Linked DNA regions of Anser cygnoides: region 2 is linked to region 1. The links are chromatin contacts, called in public Hi-C maps. All regions are on one chromosome and are shown on one strand. The core of a region is the stretch at or near the end of the contact, and the rest is flanking DNA. Distances in the headings are between cores, read along the strand shown. Region 1 overlaps ALDH8A1 (aldehyde dehydrogenase 8 family member A1). Region 2 overlaps TBPL1 (TATA-box binding protein like 1).

Region 1 (4,145 bases), core at 980-3,479:
GGAGCTCTCTTCATAGATCTTAATCTGATCCTGCCTCCCTGCTTCAGCTCCTGGGGTGGGGGAAGTCACAGAAATAGTAATTTTCCCCCGTTCACTCTTTGTTTCTGTTGTTGCCGGAGTTTCATCTGACTTATGAACGAGCAATGCAGGGAAGACGGAGAGAGAGGGGAGGAGTTCAAACTTGCTGTGCAAATACTTACAGAACTACAAATCTAAATTGACACCTCTTAGGAAAAAATCGCTGATGAAGCAAGCAGCTAACAATGGCTCACTCAAAGGCTCTCTTAGTGCTGGAAAACTTTATAGCTGGCAAATTTGTTCCTTGTTCCTCCTACATAGACTCCTATAATCCATCCACGGGAGATGTCTATTGCAGGGTGCCAGACAGTGGCAAGGAAGAGGTGAGTACTATCCAAGGGCACAGAGAGGTAGAAATGTTAAATGCGTATCGTGAGTGGGAGAAGTTGGAAGGTGAGAGATCAAAAAAATAAATGCTGAAGACTTTAAGGTTTAAATGAGTAAGTTCTTGATTGTGTTGTAACAGTGTAATTTATTGCTGTGGCAGCAAATACTTTTTTTTTTTTTTTCATTTTGCTATTAAAAAATTACAGGCTAGAACCTAAGCCAATGTAAACAAACTTAGAGGCACTGTATACAGGGTTCTACATTTGTGTCTTGATCGTTTGCAGTTGTCATTTAAAAGGATTTTGACATTCTGGCTCTTCCCCTGAGGTGTCATAAAAAAAAAAAAAAAGCTGCAGCGAGTGTACATTTCCTTATGAAGCAGTCTGTCCTCTGCATCAACATAATGCTTCCTAGACCTGTGCTCTCTGGTGGGATGAATGTCTCTGGGTACCTTGAATGTATTCTAGTGTAGAAGGGTAACATAACGTTCATCGGGAGAGCCGCAGTGTCATTGCTGCTGCTTTATAAGGGACCTAGAAGTGTCTACCATATTGCTTCAGGTTTGAGATGGAGAGAAACAACCGGAAAAGATAACATAATACAAAAGGCTCGAAGGCTTGGAAAACAGTCACTAGTAGTGTACTGCATTTTCATTTTCAAAACATTTATTTTTTTAAAAAACAAACTGCTACTGTGTGTACTGTTCCTTCCACTTGCATTTCAGCCCTGTTGACATCTTGCTTCTTTCAGCAGAAACCTTTGCACTGTAATTTCAATTGAGTAAATATTTGCTAGATGCTGATGACCAAGGGTTAAAGTGTAACAGGTTGGGTTTGCTAGAATACATCTGTGTAAGTTCACTCTAACCTTTAACTATGCCTGAAAAGACTTCTCTTTGATGTGCAGGTGCAAATCTTCCTGTTTGCAGAATCATAAAAACAAGAGAGATGTGAGAATGCCAGAGCAACTTAACAAAACTAGGCTACTGGCCATGCTGGAGCTGTAGTTCAAATATATGTGAAGAACAATGGTGTTTCTCTTTCAGCTTGGGGATTGTGCATAGTGTTTGGGTCCTGTAAAGTCAGCAAGTGCTTTACTCCTGCTGTTAGACAGCTATATAAAAAGATCGGGCTTTGCAGAGCTGGCTTCCGCTGGTGACTAGTGGAATGTGCTGGAGGAGAAAGTGCAATCACAGACTGCTTAGAGGATACCTAGAGATTTCAAAATAAGCATCTAAGTCCAGGTTCAATGAAGAATTTGTGTTTCTCTCGCAAGGCTCAATATCTTGTTGGAGATTTTCTGGTTGGTTTTAGTGGAAAGTTAGGACAGAGAATGGAGACAGAGGGGAAACCCATTGCTGGCCATGGTATTCAACACCAGGTCAGCTGCAGGGGCCAGGTTAGCTGGTTTCTGCCAAAACCACGATGCAGGCTGAACAGATGCCCTTTATCTCCAAAAGACAGGGTGATGATTGCTAATTAGGCCTAGGAAAAATGTCTAAAAAAAAAAAAATCTCTCTTTAAAGAATCTTGCTCCTATGCATCTTCCCATAGGGAAAGCATGCATAATGTCCTCCCCAGGGCGGCTTTGGGTATTTTGATGTGAACCTTTTATGATAGCTTTAAAGTGTGTTCTTTCTGCCCCTTTCTTGTGCAGGAGAGGAAAGCAGAAGGAAGTGTTTCAGACACAAGTTCATAGCTGAATTCTTATGCGTGTCTTCGTTATGGCTTGACTTTCTTCACTTCTTTTTGCTAGTCAAACTAGGTAACTGCTTAATCTGTGCTCCCTCTTACTACTTCTGTATGAGACTTTTTTTCTTTTTTTTTTTCTCTGTTGCTTTTTTAGACTAGTCTATTGTCACTTCATTCCTTCCTTAGCTAATTTTATCTTCTGCTGTCCATGAAAATGTGACTTCTTCCTTTTAAACTTGCTGGAGGGTTAAAAATGCAGATAGTCTTCCTTTCACATCAGCCCTCTCTTGGAGCATTGCAGCACCAGGTGGAAAAGACAGCAGAGGAGAGGACAGATGAGAAGCAGCACCACAATGGCACCTAATGACAGGAGGGTGGAAGAACAAGTTAATTAGTGAAGGTGGTATCGTTTCACAGAGGATGAACCTTTTCAGGGTAGCCTGCCTTCCACACCTGACTCACTCCAGAAGCTGCAGTTCCCCTTTCCCAGGCCTGCTTTGGCTGTACTCCAGAAGCTTGGTGGTTGAACTACAATCGAAAGGGTAGAGTCTGGGTTTGTGGGCTTAGCCAATGATCTGAATGACCTTGTCTGAGCTGGTTTATCTCCCAGTCTGGCCTCCAGACCACGAACATCCTGTCCCTCAAACACTGTCTCTTATTTTGAGGAAGACTATATTTTCTCCTGTTCATGTCCAATGCTGTGACAACATCAGCAGAGGCCAGAATCATCTAATTTATATTACATCGACATCCTCCTGGTTAAGTACTTGGTTAGGTTACACAAAGCTGAAGAAATTTTTGAGCAAAAATTATGGGAAATCAACTAAGCTTTGGCAAAAAGCCCACCTTGATGCATATGTTAGGCAGTAGAAGCAATTAAGTGATATATAATCAAAAAATATGAAATAGTGCATTTAATTAAAATATGGAAGGCTGTTGGTAGCCATTTTAGCAATCTGGGAGACTGGTAAACAGCATCCGGATGGACCCACTTATAAATCAATAGACCCAGGTAACTACTTTAAGTGCCCAGAGAAAAAGATTGATGGGGGAGAGAGCTTTCTGTTGAATTTTAATGGTTTGAAGCCTGTTTTGCTTTAGAAAAGTGCTGGTATCCTGCCAGTATTCAGAAAAGTCAGGCTGAAGGACCATGCAGAAACTATGTACATCTCAGGAAAAACACCAGCAAAACAGCCACTATTGTTTTATATTTAAATATAAATACAGTGGTTTTTTTTGTTTGTTTTGTTTGTTTGTTTGTTTGTTTTTGTGTGTGTTTTTTTGTGTTTTTTTTTTTTTTTTTTTTTTTATCAAGTGCGTATCACCATATTGATGAACGCTGTTTGGAACAACTCTGATGGCAGGGGTAAGAAAAGGAGTAGGCTCGTTAGTGCCTCAGCATTTCTGCTTTCAACTGATTTAAAAAACAACAGCAAAAAAGCCACACGAGTTTGCTGCCAGCCTGGCTGGCTGGTGTTTAGTACTGCTGCTCCATCAGGGTTGGAGGGAGACCTATTGTGAATGTGTTTGTGCTGTGCCTCCTCCAGCCGTGCTGCAGAGCAGCATCACAGAAGGGCAGTGGGACGTGAAGCTCAGGCCTGCTGCCAGCCAAAACACCTCAGCAGCAGCGAACTGCTCCTAGGCGACAGCAAGCTAACAGCAAACTAACTTTGTGCACAAAGCTCTTGCTCCCCGTGCTTAAGGCTGAGTCAGTGAACCTTCTGTACTCTTCCCAAATTTCAGAGGATAAGCAGACAGAAATACATGTCAGTTATAAATGTGTTAAGTCAGCTGGGGGAGCAAATTTAGAATGGGTAATGGGAAGAGAGAAGGGAAGAAGACATTTCACATTTCCAGTACTGCAAATCACAGTTTTGACCTCACACAGTAAGTCACTGGTCCTTTTTGGTAGTCTTAGCTAGCTTATGTCTAGCATCAACATACATGCATATAGTGATTATTATTTTTTTTTCTTCACATCTGTAGACTTCACTAGGTATTTAATGAGAGAAATAACTAAAACAGAAGAGTTTAAAAATGTAATAATAA
Region 2 (4,145 bases), core at 959-3,458, 460 kb after region 1:
AATAACCTATGTCTTATCTATGCATGTAATTCTACACATATTAATTTACAAGCTTAGTCAGAATGAAAATGGAATAGGATTATTCTTGCATTTTCCAACTTAGCGAGCTGAGTTAATCACTCACTCAAACAAGCCTAGTGGAAGATACTCTGCCTAGAACGTTCTTTGCTTTCTAGGCAATTTCTTTGCCTTCCTTCAATTTGTCTACTATTGTAGAAATGCAAGTTCAAGAGGAAGCCTTCAGAAAGCGGGAGTATGAGTAGACAAAGCTTGTAAAAGTAATGTTGAAGAGTAGTGTTGAAGATATGTAAAGACTGGAATATCATTACAGGGAATATAAAATAAAAAGTAATAATAATAATCCTCCTCACTGCTCACTTTGGAGGAAGAAAAATTAATAGAACTTTTTTTCCCTATTAACTATCAGTTCTTTTATTTTATCAGTCATAGAATCATAGAATCATCCAGTTTGGAAAAAGCCTCTAAGATCATCTGGTCCAACCTTTAACCTAGTACTAAAATCCACCACTAAACCATGCTGCTAAGTTCTACACCTACACATTTCTTGAGTCACCATCCCTGGAGGGCTTCAACCACTTCCCTGGGCAGCCTATTTTAATGCCTCACAACTCTTTCAGTAAATAAATTTCTCCTAATATGCAACCTAAACCTCCCCTAGCACAATTTCAGGCTATTTCCCCTTGTTTTATCACTTAGTGCTTGGGAGAAGAGCCCGATCCCCATCTCGCTATAGCTTCCTTTAAGGTAATCATAGGGTGCAATAAGGTCTCCCCTGAACTTCCTTTTCTCTAGGCTAAACAACGCAAATTCCCTCAACCACTCCTCATAAAACTTGTTTTCTAGACCCTGCAACAGCTTTGCTGCCCTTCCCTGGAGACACTCCAGCACCTTGATGTCTAGCCCCACGTTTTCAGATTACTAAGTCTAATACAGTTTGTCTTCTTAAAAATGGAAAATCCTGATGTAAGTATTCCCCATAAAGCTTAGGTATTTGTTAAAAAAAAATAAGATGTAAAAATAAATACCCCTGCACGTGAGCAGTGTAGGGATATATAATACCAGTAGTTGAGCTCTACCAGCCACAAGACCAGCTGACGTGATAACAAATGATAATAGTACAGAACCAGGAAATATAATAGGTATTCCTCACATCTGACTTTTCACATCTGTGGTGTACACTGCACAAGTAAATACAGCAAAGAATGGAAAATGAAAATTAGAGAGAGAAGGAAGAAAAAATGGCAGTAGCATCTCTAAGACCCAAAACAATCATGCCTCTGATTACTTGAGAAAGGTCACTAATTCCTATAACCCAAGTAGTGGTTCTCCCCCCAAATGAGCTTTAACAGAAGCGAGCATAAGTCTGAAAAATTGCAAATATTGGTCAATTTCAGTTATGACAAAATACTATGCCATCTCACATGTTTCCATAGATCTCAAGCTTGGAAATATGCATTTATGAAAGTGCTGTTGATGCTACATGCAGTGCAGTCTACATCATTATGAAGATTAAAAAAAGGGGAAAAAGTAAAACATTTAAATAACAATACCTGCATTCTCAAATTCTATCTCACTTCTGTTTTATTAAAAAAAAAAAACAAACAACAAAAAACTGACCATGTCCACTAAAAGTAATTTTTAAGTCTACCAGTAATAACTCTTCCTCTAACTTGTCTGGCCATTTCACTCAAAAGTAAACTAGGTACAAGCACTGGGAAACAAGATCCCTTTGGCATATCTTTTGACTGTTTTGAATATCTTCTTTTCCTAAACTGACTAGCCCTAAAGTTAAATATTCCCAGCAAGTTAAATATTTATTTATGACATCAAAATACCTGTAACTGTGATACTGCCTGTTGAAAAAATCTGTAAGGTAGCTCTGAGAGTTTTTATTCTGTAGCACACGGCAGGATGAAGTTCTGGTTCGTAACTAGAAGACAAAATAACAGGTTAGAGGTCTGGAACTGAAACAGAAAAGCTTAAGAAATATACCAAGACTACAATTCTTTAAAATTCTACCATACCTCGCATGAGGTCTGTTATTCTTCGTAAATTCTGGCAATCTTATCTCAAAGGGCATGTTGCACACTGCTAAAACATTCACAACTTTAAAATCTGTGAAAATTACCTTTTCAAAAGAGAAGAAAAGAATGTCATTAGAAATTCAGCTCAGAGAAGCAGAGATGTATGTGTTGAAAAAAAAAATTAGAAGAATACTAGTTGAGTATTTTAATGTTATTTCACAACTAAAACCTTGTGATTGATGCATTTGTAATAGTCTAAAGGTACTTAATAGACTCAAATCACTTATTTTATCCTTCCATGGTACAGTAGCCGTTGAACTAGATTATTTCACATTTGTACTATGTGGTTATCGTACAATTTTCTTTGAGAATGAAACACAGGAATAACTCATTGTTATACTAAAACACAACCAAATTGAAAACAAACTAAATTAAGTAGCTCATGGGACATCAAAATTAACAAAGAAAAAGTTTAATTCTTACATGAATCCTATGCAATTTGGAAAAGTGTCTTTAATGCCTTGCTGCTATACACCATTTTTATCAAAGCTAAGAATAAGATAAAAGACAAAAACTGTTTTGTTTCAAATGTCCAGCACGGCAAGCTATTTTTCCAGTCTTTTACTTTCTGAATCCTACCTCAAAATATTGGCTTTCAGTTATTCTCAGACCACAGCCATTTTACATGACATTAAAAGAGCCAACAGGCAACTCCAAAACAAACAAGTGCACTGTTAAGAAGTGCAAAGTCACTGAAGAAAATTTTGTTCATTTTCTGAAACAGCCAGAACTGAAAATTTCTCAGCCAAAACATTTTGGGAAAGTATACAAGTGGAAGCAACAAATCCTTATAAGAGGTCAACTATTATTTTAATCCTCAAAACATACTCCACTTAAATTGCTCACTTCATAATAAAACTTGGCGCATCTACCCTGGAGGCACTGTTCATCTCCCAGTGATTCAATGCTTCAATCCAGCTTTAAGAGCCTGGGTCTAATGCATACATTCTTAGCAATAAAATTCCCTAACTTTTGTTTGGGTCTAACGCAACATTAGTGGGATAGCCTGTCACAGCTGCCTTTATGCAGTATAATCAAATTTAGATTCTTCCTGCCAAAGGACAGCAACTGTGCCTGTTGGTAATTGTCTGCTGGTAAATTTAAATTGTGGGTAAACAGCACAACTGACTGTCAGAAAGTTTTAAAATTACACACTTTAGCACTCCCATTCAAAACTGTTACTACAAAGTTCAAGTGGTGTTTCTGACTGGTAATGTTGACCCAAACCCACAAAAAGAGGCGTTTCATACCCTATTTCTTTTTAAAACTTATTTCCAGCTGTGCAACCTCACAGCACAGCAGCACTTCCCCCCCTCAATTAACAAGGTTCAAACTTGCCCTAAACGAGAGGGACATGTGTTTGTTATTCCACCATAAATGCGGGAAAATTGTGTTTAAATGACAGTTTGGTTTACACCCTTCAGCACTTCTTCCAAATAAATCTTTCAAGGTATTTTTCTACCCAAGAAACATTTGTGGGTGGCTCATTTAGTAAGTTTTGTTGTTTATTAGGGAGGGAAAAAGCACAACTCTGAGCCACCAAATGAAACTCAAATCCACAAAATAAGACATTTCTTTGACCAGCATCTGGAAAACGTACGCTGCTACAAAACGGGCATCTGAATGAAAACATGATGATTGCTAAATAGTTACACTTCCTCATTTTTTATTCTTTCTAAAAAATTGAGTACCATCATTGCTTAAGCAACACAAGTTCCTTTTTCATTAGAATTACCTGAAAACCTAGTTTCTGTAGACTACGAGCTAATCGTCTGGCACCAAATTTAGCTTCTTCTTCACTGTAAAGACAAGAATCTAGCATTAACAAAAATACAGCATATGCTCGTGTGCACACATACTATAGTAAATGGTTCATTTTGTAGCCTGAGCACTATGTAACACATGAACTGTGACCACATAGACAGCCTTAATTTTACCCAGCTGTACATATTACATTCTATCTTCACTGTCTAGATATTCAAATAGAGTCTTTTATACCCTATTTGAAGAATATTTTGGCACTCAGCTCTAGCTTAAGAC

Evidence for each region. Hi-C and Micro-C count contacts between places; a contact is called where the count stands out from the background.
Region 2: a Hi-C map of liver shows a contact between it and region 1, with 2.4 times the contacts expected there. The contact joins two enhancer-like sites. A contact is called at or near these places in 2 of 7 Hi-C or Micro-C datasets (granulosa cells and liver).

The regions. Positions count from the first base shown.
Region 1 is chr3:61,464,417-61,468,561 of Taihu_goose_T2T_genome, forward strand. It overlaps ALDH8A1 (aldehyde dehydrogenase 8 family member A1), which reads left to right. Exons shown (of 7, transcript XM_013175364.3): 1 at 1-401. The coding sequence starts at 264. Among named protein-coding and RNA genes, the nearest start is that of ALDH8A1, 4.3 kb to the left of the region's middle. Within about 2 kb of position 2,230, at least 2 of the 3 cell types and tissues checked have open chromatin away from gene starts, as enhancers often do. A contact at or near this core is called in liver, where this site is marked.
Region 2 is chr3:61,926,898-61,931,042 of Taihu_goose_T2T_genome, forward strand. TBPL1 (TATA-box binding protein like 1) reads right to left here. Exons shown (of 7, transcript XM_066994258.1): 4 at 3,841-3,904; 5 at 2,046-2,149; 6 at 1,857-1,951. Among named protein-coding and RNA genes, the nearest start is that of TBPL1, 11 kb to the right of the region's middle. Within about 2 kb of position 2,209, at least 1 of the 3 cell types and tissues checked has open chromatin away from gene starts, as enhancers often do. A contact at or near this core is called in liver, where this site is marked.